Regions from separate parts of the Muntiacus reevesi genome. Here region 1 is linked to region 2. A link is a contact called in public Hi-C data. All regions are on one chromosome and are shown on one strand. The core of a region is the stretch at or near the end of the contact, and the rest is flanking DNA. Distances in the headings are between cores, read along the strand shown.

Region 1 (4,979 bases), core at 663-3,162, 530 kb after region 2:
AAAATTATAACCCCTTCCCCCACACTCAGTTCCCCCTTGCCCCATAGCACTTCTCACCTTCTAATGATCTGTTCTTTATGTCTGTTATTTAGTATAGGCCTGCCCCTGCAAAACATGAGTCCCATTAGGGCCAGGTTCTTTGCTTTATTCATTAATGTAAACCAAACTCCTAGAGCAGTGGCTGTCAAACATAGATCCTTAATAAATATTTGCTAAATAAACTGAATGAAGACCAGGCCTGTCTCCACAACCCATTTCATGCTTACTTGTGTCTATTCTCACCCACGATTCCTTAGCAATCTCTTAATTTCTGCCCACTTCCTCCTTAATGCATTCACAGGATCTTGTACTGGCTTTTAAGGTGTTTTGCAATTATCTGCTTACATGTCTGTTCCCACTATCAGTTTATAAGCAATTTGTGGACAGGGACTGGTTTGGTAATGTCTCCAGCACAAGGCCTGGTGCTCAAAATTTTTTAAGTATGAGTGAATGGTTATGATCTTAATTTACCTCTCACTCCTGCCCATCCCACCTAGGGCTCCAATATCTCTCTTTATGCAATGAGTTACAAAGCCTCCACTCACTACTGATCCTACTATACTGAGAATCCACAATATACCAAGCTCCGACTCTTCCCAGACCTGAATACTGGACTGAATAAGATTTAAGACTATAGTCACCACCCTAAAAGACTTTACGGTACAGTGCAGCGTCATGGGCCACCAACTCCAGAAACTGTCATACAAGTGTAGAAGGTTAAGTTCCAGGCGAAGCAAGAAACTTGTAATTTGCCCAAGGGCATACAGCAAATGAGTGGCAGAACTGGGAGCCATGCCCATCGCTCCAAAGTCAGAGCTTTTAAGCGCTACACCAGTAATAAATACAGTCCCATGGAAATTCTGATGACACAGGCATATCTCCCTGAAGAGTTCAGGGATAAGCAGCTTCATGGAAAAGCTAGTCTTTTAGTCAGGACTTGCAGGATGTGTGAGCAAAACTGGAACTGACAGAGATGGGGAACCCACCATCTAAGAAGACAGTGCCAGGTAAAGAGCATTTCCATATCACATTTCAGAGATTTGGTGAGAAAGGGACTCATGGCGCTTGTCTTCGCGGGAGGTTCAGAGGTACAGGCAGGACCACAGGTGGAAGGGACTGAGACGGTGGAAAAGGAGTCAGGTCTAACAAGAGTCAAGAAGATGGGGCTGGTGATCAGAGATGTTGAAGGCCAAGGGCCTGGGTTAGAGGGACGGGACCAAGCTGGAAAGCGGTCTGAAGGGCCTTTAGTTAGGGTCAAGTCGAGGCTTGGAGGGAGGAAGGAAAGAGGGGAGCTTGGAAATATCAGGAGAAATGTGTGAAAGAACTGCGAACTGAAGAAGGGAGGTGGATAAGGAGACAGAGAGAGAAGAGGACCAAAAGAGTCAGAGGGTCCGAGGAGACTGGTCAGGGTGGGAACCCGACCCAAGAGGTTGGGTTGTGTGCAGCCGGGCGGAGTCTGAGGTACGAGCGTTCTAGAGGAGCTAGGTTCAGAGCTGCCGGGCGGGGTTGGGGCCGGAGGGGTGGGAGAGAAGGAGAAGCTGACGCCAAAGATATGGTCAGTGGTAGCGGGACTGGGTACTCAAAGGCCAACAGAAGGGCGGGAAGGCAGGGGCTTGGGGCCAGAGGCTGGCCGGGCAGGCCGGGGGAAGGGGCCAGGAGTTGGGACGAGGGAACACAGGGCCCCGTTTGCTCCCCAGTGGGTCCGCGGAACAAAGCCACAACCCCGGCTGCCCGGTGAGAGGAAAGGAACTAAGCTGAGAGCTCCCCGCGAAGCCACTAGCGCCTAGCCACCGCGGCCTCCGGCCCGACCCCAACCCACCTAGTTCCAGTGTCTCCCGGTCAGGAACAGCACCGCCTCGCTGAGCCGGGGGGAGGAGCCGGAACCGGAACCCGGGAAGGATCCGCCCTACCTCTTCAGGATTGGTTCCTGAGGATTCCCTTTCCTTTTTACTGGCTATACTGGCTGCCACAACGCAAGAATCCCTGGTGTGGCCTGCTGGGAGTTGTAGTCCTGTGGAAGATAATAGGCTCGGAGAAGAAATTTGAGAAGTTTAGAATTTAGTGGTGGAAACTGGATTCCCTGTAAGGTCGAGGGCTTCCTGCTGCGCTCCGGCGTTTAAAGCCCAAAGTGCGGGCCACCAGTGTGGGAAGTAGTAGACTATGTAGCGCTAACCTACATGATCTAGGGGTCACGAATTCAGAGTTTCTTCTTCACTCTAAATTTGCCACCCTTGGCGATTCTGTAGACATCCCCCGAATCCAGAATCCCGTGCCCAACTGGAGATTTATAATTTAAAGTCAAAGGATTTGGAAACTGGAAGGGAATCTATTTATTTATAATGAATTATAGTTGATTTACAATATTGTGTTAGTTTCAGGTGTATAACATTGTGATGAGGGGTAGTTGTTGTTTACTGATTATATTCCATTATAGGTTATTTCAAGATATTGTGTGTAATTGCCTGTGAGATACAGTAAATACTTGTTGCTTATCTATTTTATGGATTCTAGTTTATATCTGCTAATTCAGTAGTCCTAATTTATGCCTCCCCCTGAAAGGGAGTTGAAAGATCAACTAATCCAATACCTTTGTCGGAGAAGCTAAACATTCCCTGGCCAAGGAACCACCTCCAGTTTCCTGAAGTCGCTGCACAGGGATTTTTCTGAGTGCTACTTAGTGAAACTTGACTTTTGTTCATCAATTCAGACACAACAAGACCACTATCCAGGATTAAGATTTTTTTTTTCAGGTTTAATTTTTTAAAAATCTAATCAAATATGTAGGCTAAAATTCTACAAGCCTCTCACATTTTCAAGAATATTTCAGTGCAAAGAGAAAAAAGAGTATTGTCTTCAGAGATAGATACACTAGATTTATAATCCCAGTTCTACCACCTTATTTCCTTCCCCTATAAAATCCCTGGCTGAATTACTGTAAGAATTAAATAAGTTAACATATGTAATACTTCTGCCACCACAAATGTCAGTTCTGTTTCCTGTTGGTAAGTTTTCTTGGGTGCAGTCAGTGTGAACAATGTGAATCAGTTATAAGACTGGGATAGTCGCAAAAGTATGTTTGAAACTAAATACGGATGAGTGAAATATAAATTCCCAACATACACTATGACTTTATAAATGGATATAAATGAAATACTGAGAAGGCAGACTCAGAAATAAAACTGTGGCTTTATTTTTAACTGGTTAAACTCACCTGGGTGGAATCAAGGCTCTTCAAAAGCAGTCCTGTAATGTGCTTTTTGCTTACCAGCCCAAAGCCTTTCCCCACAGCTTCTCATTCCCCATGAAAATAGGAGCATGCCAAATGACAAATACCAAGCTTTTATTTAAGGACTGTACAAAAGCAAACAAAAAATTCCTCCCTGAGTCTCAGAGGGGATTCAAAAGGATCAGTGTAACACACGGCCTCACCCACAGCTGACTTTTCAAGGCCACACACAGCTGGGCTACTCTGTATGAAGCCTTGCTTCCTATCTTCCTGAGGGTGATCCTTAGGTTTTTCAAAATTAAGATTACGGCTACCATGTTTAAAGTCCCCATACCTGGTTATCACCAAGTTAGCTTTGAAAACATTCTCTAGTGGCTCAAATGGTAAAGAATCTGCCTTCACTGCAGGTGATCTAGGTTCCATCCCTGGGTTAGGAAGATTTCCTGGAGGAGGTCATAGCAACCCACTCTAGTATTCTTGCCCGGAGAATCCCCATGGACAGAGGAGTCTGGTAGGCTGCAGTCTATAGGGCTGCAAGAGTTGGACACAACTGAGTGACTTAACAAGCACACATATTATTTCCACATGTCATCAAACTATACTGTAGATAGCATCAAAGAAATAGAAAACAGTGACTTTCTTTTTTTAAATCCCTCTGGTCCTCTGCCCTATATTCCAGAAGAAAGAAGGAAGAGTATGCGATCCAAAAGAAGTTTACTTTTAAAAAGCAGTCCTTGGGGGTTAGAAGCCTGAACTGAGAAAAGGAGAAAAGTGATTCTTGATGTGATAAATAAGTCAGGACTGGGCATCCTAACTTTATAACTACAAGCCTGAGTGCAGGATGAGGCAGGATGAAGTGCTTTTAAGAAGACCCTTGAGTAGAGAGTCCCTATATCTCAGTGACACACATTCCACACCATCACCTAAACCTAATTTGATTGTTCATTTGGTTTTTAAGAATTCTTGCAGGGCAATGGAAACTTCAAGTTCCCAGAAGTTCTAAAACCGAGCCCTGGGAGAAAGGTGGTTCAAGAGAAACCACAAAGGGGTCTGGGCTGGGGGAAAGGAGAGGAGATGCTCCAGAATCACTGGGCCAGGAGACTGAAATCCAGGGCACCGGGCAAGAGAGTCTGAGAATCAGGTGATGAGGCCCATCCCTAGAAAGAAGGAACCTTGAGCCCCTGAAGGGCTGGGCCAAGGTCAGAGGACAAGGACAGGATCATATCCCTGAGTGGGACGAGCTCTGATGCCTGAGCAGGGAGCAAGAAAGGGTCCACCTGCAGGGCCACATCTCCATTAGCCTGGCCTTTTTCTCCTGTCTTGGGGACAGTTGATTCCTCTGGTTTCTGAAGTTCAGAACAGATAATTAGAGGTGCTGTGTTTTTTCCTCCATCATGAAGGCAAGGTTCAAAGAAAGGGCGGAGGGGGCCGGAGAAACTGTGGGTGAAAGTAAAGATGTGGGACTGGTTGGTCACATTGTAGAAGGAGATGACTCCTGCTTCATAGTCCAGAAAAATCCCCACACACCTTGGGGGCTCTTTCAGGCGGAAGGAGGTCTGCGGGGATGTGAGGGCCTCATACTCATTCCCTTGGTTCTGTCGCAGGAGCCAGTGTCCGTTGGCGGGCGAGGCCGTGACCTTCCCCTTCCTGCTCACTGACTCACTACACACCCCCAGGGCCCATTTGGTCTTGTCTGCCACAGACACCTCCCAGT
Region 2 (4,655 bases), core at 105-2,604:
GCAACCCCATGGACTATAGCCTGCCAGGTTCCTCTGTCCATGGAATTCTCCAGGCCAGAATACTGGAGTGGGTAGTCGTTCCCTTCTCCAGGGGATCGTCCCAACCCAGCAGTCAAACCCAAGTTGAACCCAATGTGATCGAACCCTCACTGCAGGCGGATTCTTTACCATCTGAGCCACCAGAGAAGCAAAAAAAAAAAAAAAAAAAAATGTTGATTCTCAAATGTCCATCAACACTAGAATGGATAAATATATTTGAGACACTAGAATCACATGAGGGAATACTGCATAGTAATAAAAAGAACTCAGTTAACATGTACAAAATGCATGAATCTCGAAGTATGTTGTTAAACAAGAGAAGCAAGTCACAGAATACATACACTACCATTACATTTATACGAAGTTGGAAGGTAGCACAAACAAAAACAATATCTTACATAAGGCCACACAGTTAAATATGTGGTAAAACTATACAGAGAAATAAGGGAATAATTACAGGATGGCGTGAGAGTGGGCACATGTGAGATGAATGATGTCAGGGAGAAACACAGGAACTGGTACTGTATTATTTGCTCTCCTTTTGGTAGATTTGCAGATTTTCATTTTACTATAGTTTTTTAAATACTACAAATATGTAGTATACAGTCTCTTGTATGCATGTCACAATAAAACAGGTTGAGTGCAGAAAACAGTGGAAAAGAGTGTCTAAGATGTGGAAATCATATATATCATTTGCAGGACCAATGTGAACAAAACCAAATGTTACAGTACACAAATGGTTATTTCTGACCTGGGGTAAAATCTCCAGTGGCTTCATCATAAATGGATTCAAAAGGTCTGTAATGAAAGTGGTGTACTCTAGAAAACTGTAAAGAGAAGTAAAAAAGCAGCCTTGGTGATGACAAAGAGAGTGATAATGAAGATGCATGAAACTCTTCAAAAGAATTTTTTTCCATTAGATCACAGTGAAAATAAGTACCTTTAAATTAACATGATTTTACATGTGACTTTAAGTATGTATGATTCATTAATCTATACATTAAAATAAGGCAAGTAGACATGTATTTCTTCTACATTTATAAAACTATATGTATAGTCAAGTTGGACAAAAAAGTTTTCTTTCAATCGTCCTATTGGGATTACGGTGTTATATTTGGTTCACATGGTTACCTAGGTGTCAGATTGGAAACAGTTTTACCTGGAATGAATTTTTGCCATTTCTGATCCACATTGTACTTCACACAGTGATTTCCTGAAGGAAATATAATGATCTGTTCATCGAAGAAGAAGACATTGTTGGACACGTGGGATCGAAGACCAAAAACATGCAGCGACTGAGCTACCACAGTGGACATGGTCCGGGTAGTTCCGCTAAAGATGCAACGCAGCTGGTGAGCAAGGAGAAACGCGAAACCCCGCCCACCCTGCCGCACCCTCCCCGCGACACGCCCGTGGGTCCGCCCCCGAACTGCTCCTCCGCCCCCTCCCCTTAGCAAACTCGCCCGGTGCCCCAGACCCAGCTCCTGCGTCTGCTCGTTCTTTTCGCCCTCGCGGCTTCCTGCTCCTCTGGACGACCCCCAGAGATCTCTCCCACCTGTAAGCTTCTGCTCTCTGGATCACCAGACCACGCGTGTGTCCAGGGTACTGCCCCTACGAATCCGAAGCAACCGGCACTCCCCGACGCCGGAGCGGTTCCTATAGCAACGGCAAGCCGGAAGTCTGTCAGCACCCGGAAGCGGAAGTCTTTTGCTCAGAGAGCTCAGGAGCAGCTGTTTGCTCCGGTGCGGTTCGAGTCCACGTGGGTCCGCGGCAGGAGGGCAGGGGGCTGCAAACCCGCCGCGGCGAGGGGCGCCCTTTTCCAGGCGCGGGCGTCTCGGGCTACTCCGCTTCCTTCGGTGGGTGTGGACTCGCGCGTGGTGAGATGGACACCCCCCCGCTCTCAGGTTCGGACTCCGATTCTGATGACTCTCTTGTCACCGACAGAGAGGTAGGTATCATCCGAGTTCGCGGGGCTGCGCGAGGGAGAGGGCTCCTCACTCTCCCGTTCTCACCGCGGAACGTGCCTTGTAGTTGCAGGATGCGTTTTCCCGAGGGCTTCTAAAGCCAGGCCTCAACGTGGTGCTAGAGGGGCCGAAGAAGGCCGTGAATGACGTGGTGAGTTCGGGGGCCCGGTCGGAGGATGCTAGACTTGGGAGGCGCGCGAGGCACTGTTGTGCTCCAGAGACTGCGTTCTAGTTCCAGGAAAGACATCCTGCGCATTGCCAAGAGGGTCAACTACCTGTCGGGGTCTTGGAGGTTGGCACTTCGTTTGTTGGCCTGTTACCTTTCTGTGAGCTTGGTGTCTGAATTTCCTAGAATGGCCTGAAGCAGTGTTTGGCTGAATTCAAGCGGGATCTGGAATGGGTTGAAAGGCTTGATGTTACCCTGGGTCCGGTACCAGAAATCAGTGGACCTCAGTCAACATCTCAGAACCAGGATCCGAAAGCTGTTGATCCAGAAGATGACTTTAAGCGTGAGATGAACTTGTATGTATGTTTTCTAGTGTGTGAAAGGTTGTGGGTCCCTGTGCTAGAGAGTGGGGAAGAGGATCGAGGCCGTGAGCTTGTGTTCCTCCGAGGTGTCCTAAGCCTGGGAGTAGGGAGGAAAGCTTCTTTGGACTAAAGAGTAGGAGATGCTCCGTGGTTGAGAGAAAAACCCCGTGGTCCAGCAGTCACAATTTAAAGTCCAGTTTATTTTCAAATATTAAGTTTTAAAGTTTTTTGTGCAGTTGATTATGAAAACAAAAAGTTTCTTATGCGGGATCCTTTTATGGACTTTTTTTTTTAGTGACTAAATAAGAATGTGTAACTGGCGTTTGTAAGTTAGTGAGCACTTCTAAAGTGGTCATTTTATTAAACTACTAATTCATTTTAAGCAATACTCCCCACCCCTTTTAAAAGATTTCTCCTAATGAGTTAATGAGGTTTCATTACCATTTTTGTGTGTGTGTGTGTGTGTTCTTGCTGGTGGAGGTCAGGTGTTGTGGGCTCTTAGACCTTGGCTACCTTATGAGAGGCAGTGAGAAGGATGTAAGGCCTCTCTGCCTTAGCTCATTTCACGCTTCGTCCTTCATCCTCAGCTACCGTCAAGCCCAGGCGGCAGTGCTTACGGTACTGCCCCGCCTCCATCAGCTCAAAGTGCCTACCAAGCGGCCTGCGGATTACTTTGCAGAGATGGCCAAGTCTGATCAGCAGATGCAGAAGGTAAGAAATGGAAAAGGTTTTCTGTGGAAGGCTGAGGCTTTGTACTTAAGTCTATACAGCTGGCTTGTCTCCCTTAATGTTCAAACAAACAAAGGCATAAGCACATTAATAGGGAGCCAGCTGTCAGAGGACAATTATTATCTCAGTTGTCTATGTCAGATTCATGCTAATCAACACCAGTTGGACAAATGTAAGGTTGACTTTTTCCTAGTATGAGCAGTTAAGGGAGGAAGATAATGTAAGAAGTGTGGTCACTAGGGTAAAGATGATCTTTATGCATCTCCTAGCTGGCATGGTTGTGGCATGGTGTGTGGAAAAGACAACAGTTCTTTCTTGCCATTGCTGGGGCAGCATTATAACTTGCAGACAGTTAACTTTCTCTGAGCCTCAGTTTTTCTCTGCTGTAAAATGAAGGATTAATATATGGCTCAGATTTGGCATAATTTACAGTTAGCTAAGTTAAGGCTAGTTAAGGCTATGGTTTTTTCAGTAGTCATGTATGGATGTGAGAGTTGGGCTATAAAGAAAGCTGAGCACCGAATTGATGCTTTTGAACTGTGGTGTTGGAGAAGACTCTTGTGAGTCCCTTGGACTGCAAGGGGATCCAACCAATCCATCCTAAAGGAGATCAGTCCTGAGTATTCATTGGAAAGACTGATGCTGAAGCTGAAACTCCAATACTTTGCCCACTGGATGTGAAGAGCTGACTCATTGGAAAAGACCCTGATGCTGGGAAAGATAGAAGGCAGGAGGAGAAGGGGATGACAGAGGATGAGATGGCTGGATGACATCACCGACTCAATGGACATGAGTTTGAGTAAACTCCGGGAGTTGGTGATGGACAGGGAAGCCTGGTATGCTGCAGTCCATGGGTTTGCAAAGAGTCGGACATGAATGAGTGACTGAACTGGACAGTTATGTAGAATTTGGTCCTTATTCAACTTTGGGAGGCAGAGAATTACCAACGTCTAATCTAAGATATATTTAAATAGTTCCCTTGGAATCTCAAGCTGGATTTTCTTGTCTCAGTGGTATTCAAGAAAGCTAATCTAGAGATGAACCCAGACCCATTTCTGCACATTCAAAGTCATAACTGTTCATTCTTTAACTGAAATGTGTATGTTTAATGCAAATAGCTAGATACCTGATATCAGTTTGAGTTTTTATAGTGCAGATGGTCTACTGGAGAAGGAGGCTAAAGCTGTATACTGCTTTCACCACAGTCTGCAGATGGTATGGATGGAGAGAAGTTAGTCTTTTCTCCTGATTCAGTGGCAAGCAAGCTGTTTTGTTTAACAGAGCAAACAGCACACTGGGAATAAGAAGGTCGCCTTGATGTTGTGGTTCCAAGGGTAAGACTTTTGGTGTCTTGGATAAAGGTGTTAGCCTTTGGGCCTTATTATCCTTGTGTGT

What was found. Hi-C and Micro-C count contacts between places; a contact is called where the count stands out from the background.
Region 1: a contact with region 2 is called in a Hi-C map of blood, with 3 times the contacts expected there. The contact joins the promoter of ZNF691 here to the promoter of CFAP57 in region 2. A contact is called at or near these places in 2 of 3 Hi-C or Micro-C datasets (blood and muscle).

Annotation. Positions count from the first base shown.
Region 1 is chr1:162,064,807-162,069,785 of mMunRee1.1, forward strand. ZNF691 (zinc finger protein 691) reads right to left here and starts at 1,913. Exons shown (of 2, transcript XM_065914865.1): 1 at 1,859-1,913. It overlaps ERMAP (erythroblast membrane associated protein (Scianna blood group)), which reads right to left. Exons shown (of 8, transcript XM_065912737.1): 8 at 4,423-4,979. The coding sequence ends at 4,423.
Region 2 is chr1:161,531,590-161,536,244 of mMunRee1.1, forward strand. CFAP57 (cilia and flagella associated protein 57) reads right to left here and starts at 1,355. Exons shown (of 22, transcript XM_065911616.1): 1 at 1,199-1,355. The coding sequence starts at 1,355. EBNA1BP2 (EBNA1 binding protein 2) reads left to right here and starts at 1,745. Exons shown (of 9, transcript XM_065929628.1): 1 at 1,745-1,987; 2 at 2,071-2,154; 3 at 2,356-2,525; 4 at 3,119-3,242. The coding sequence starts at 1,922.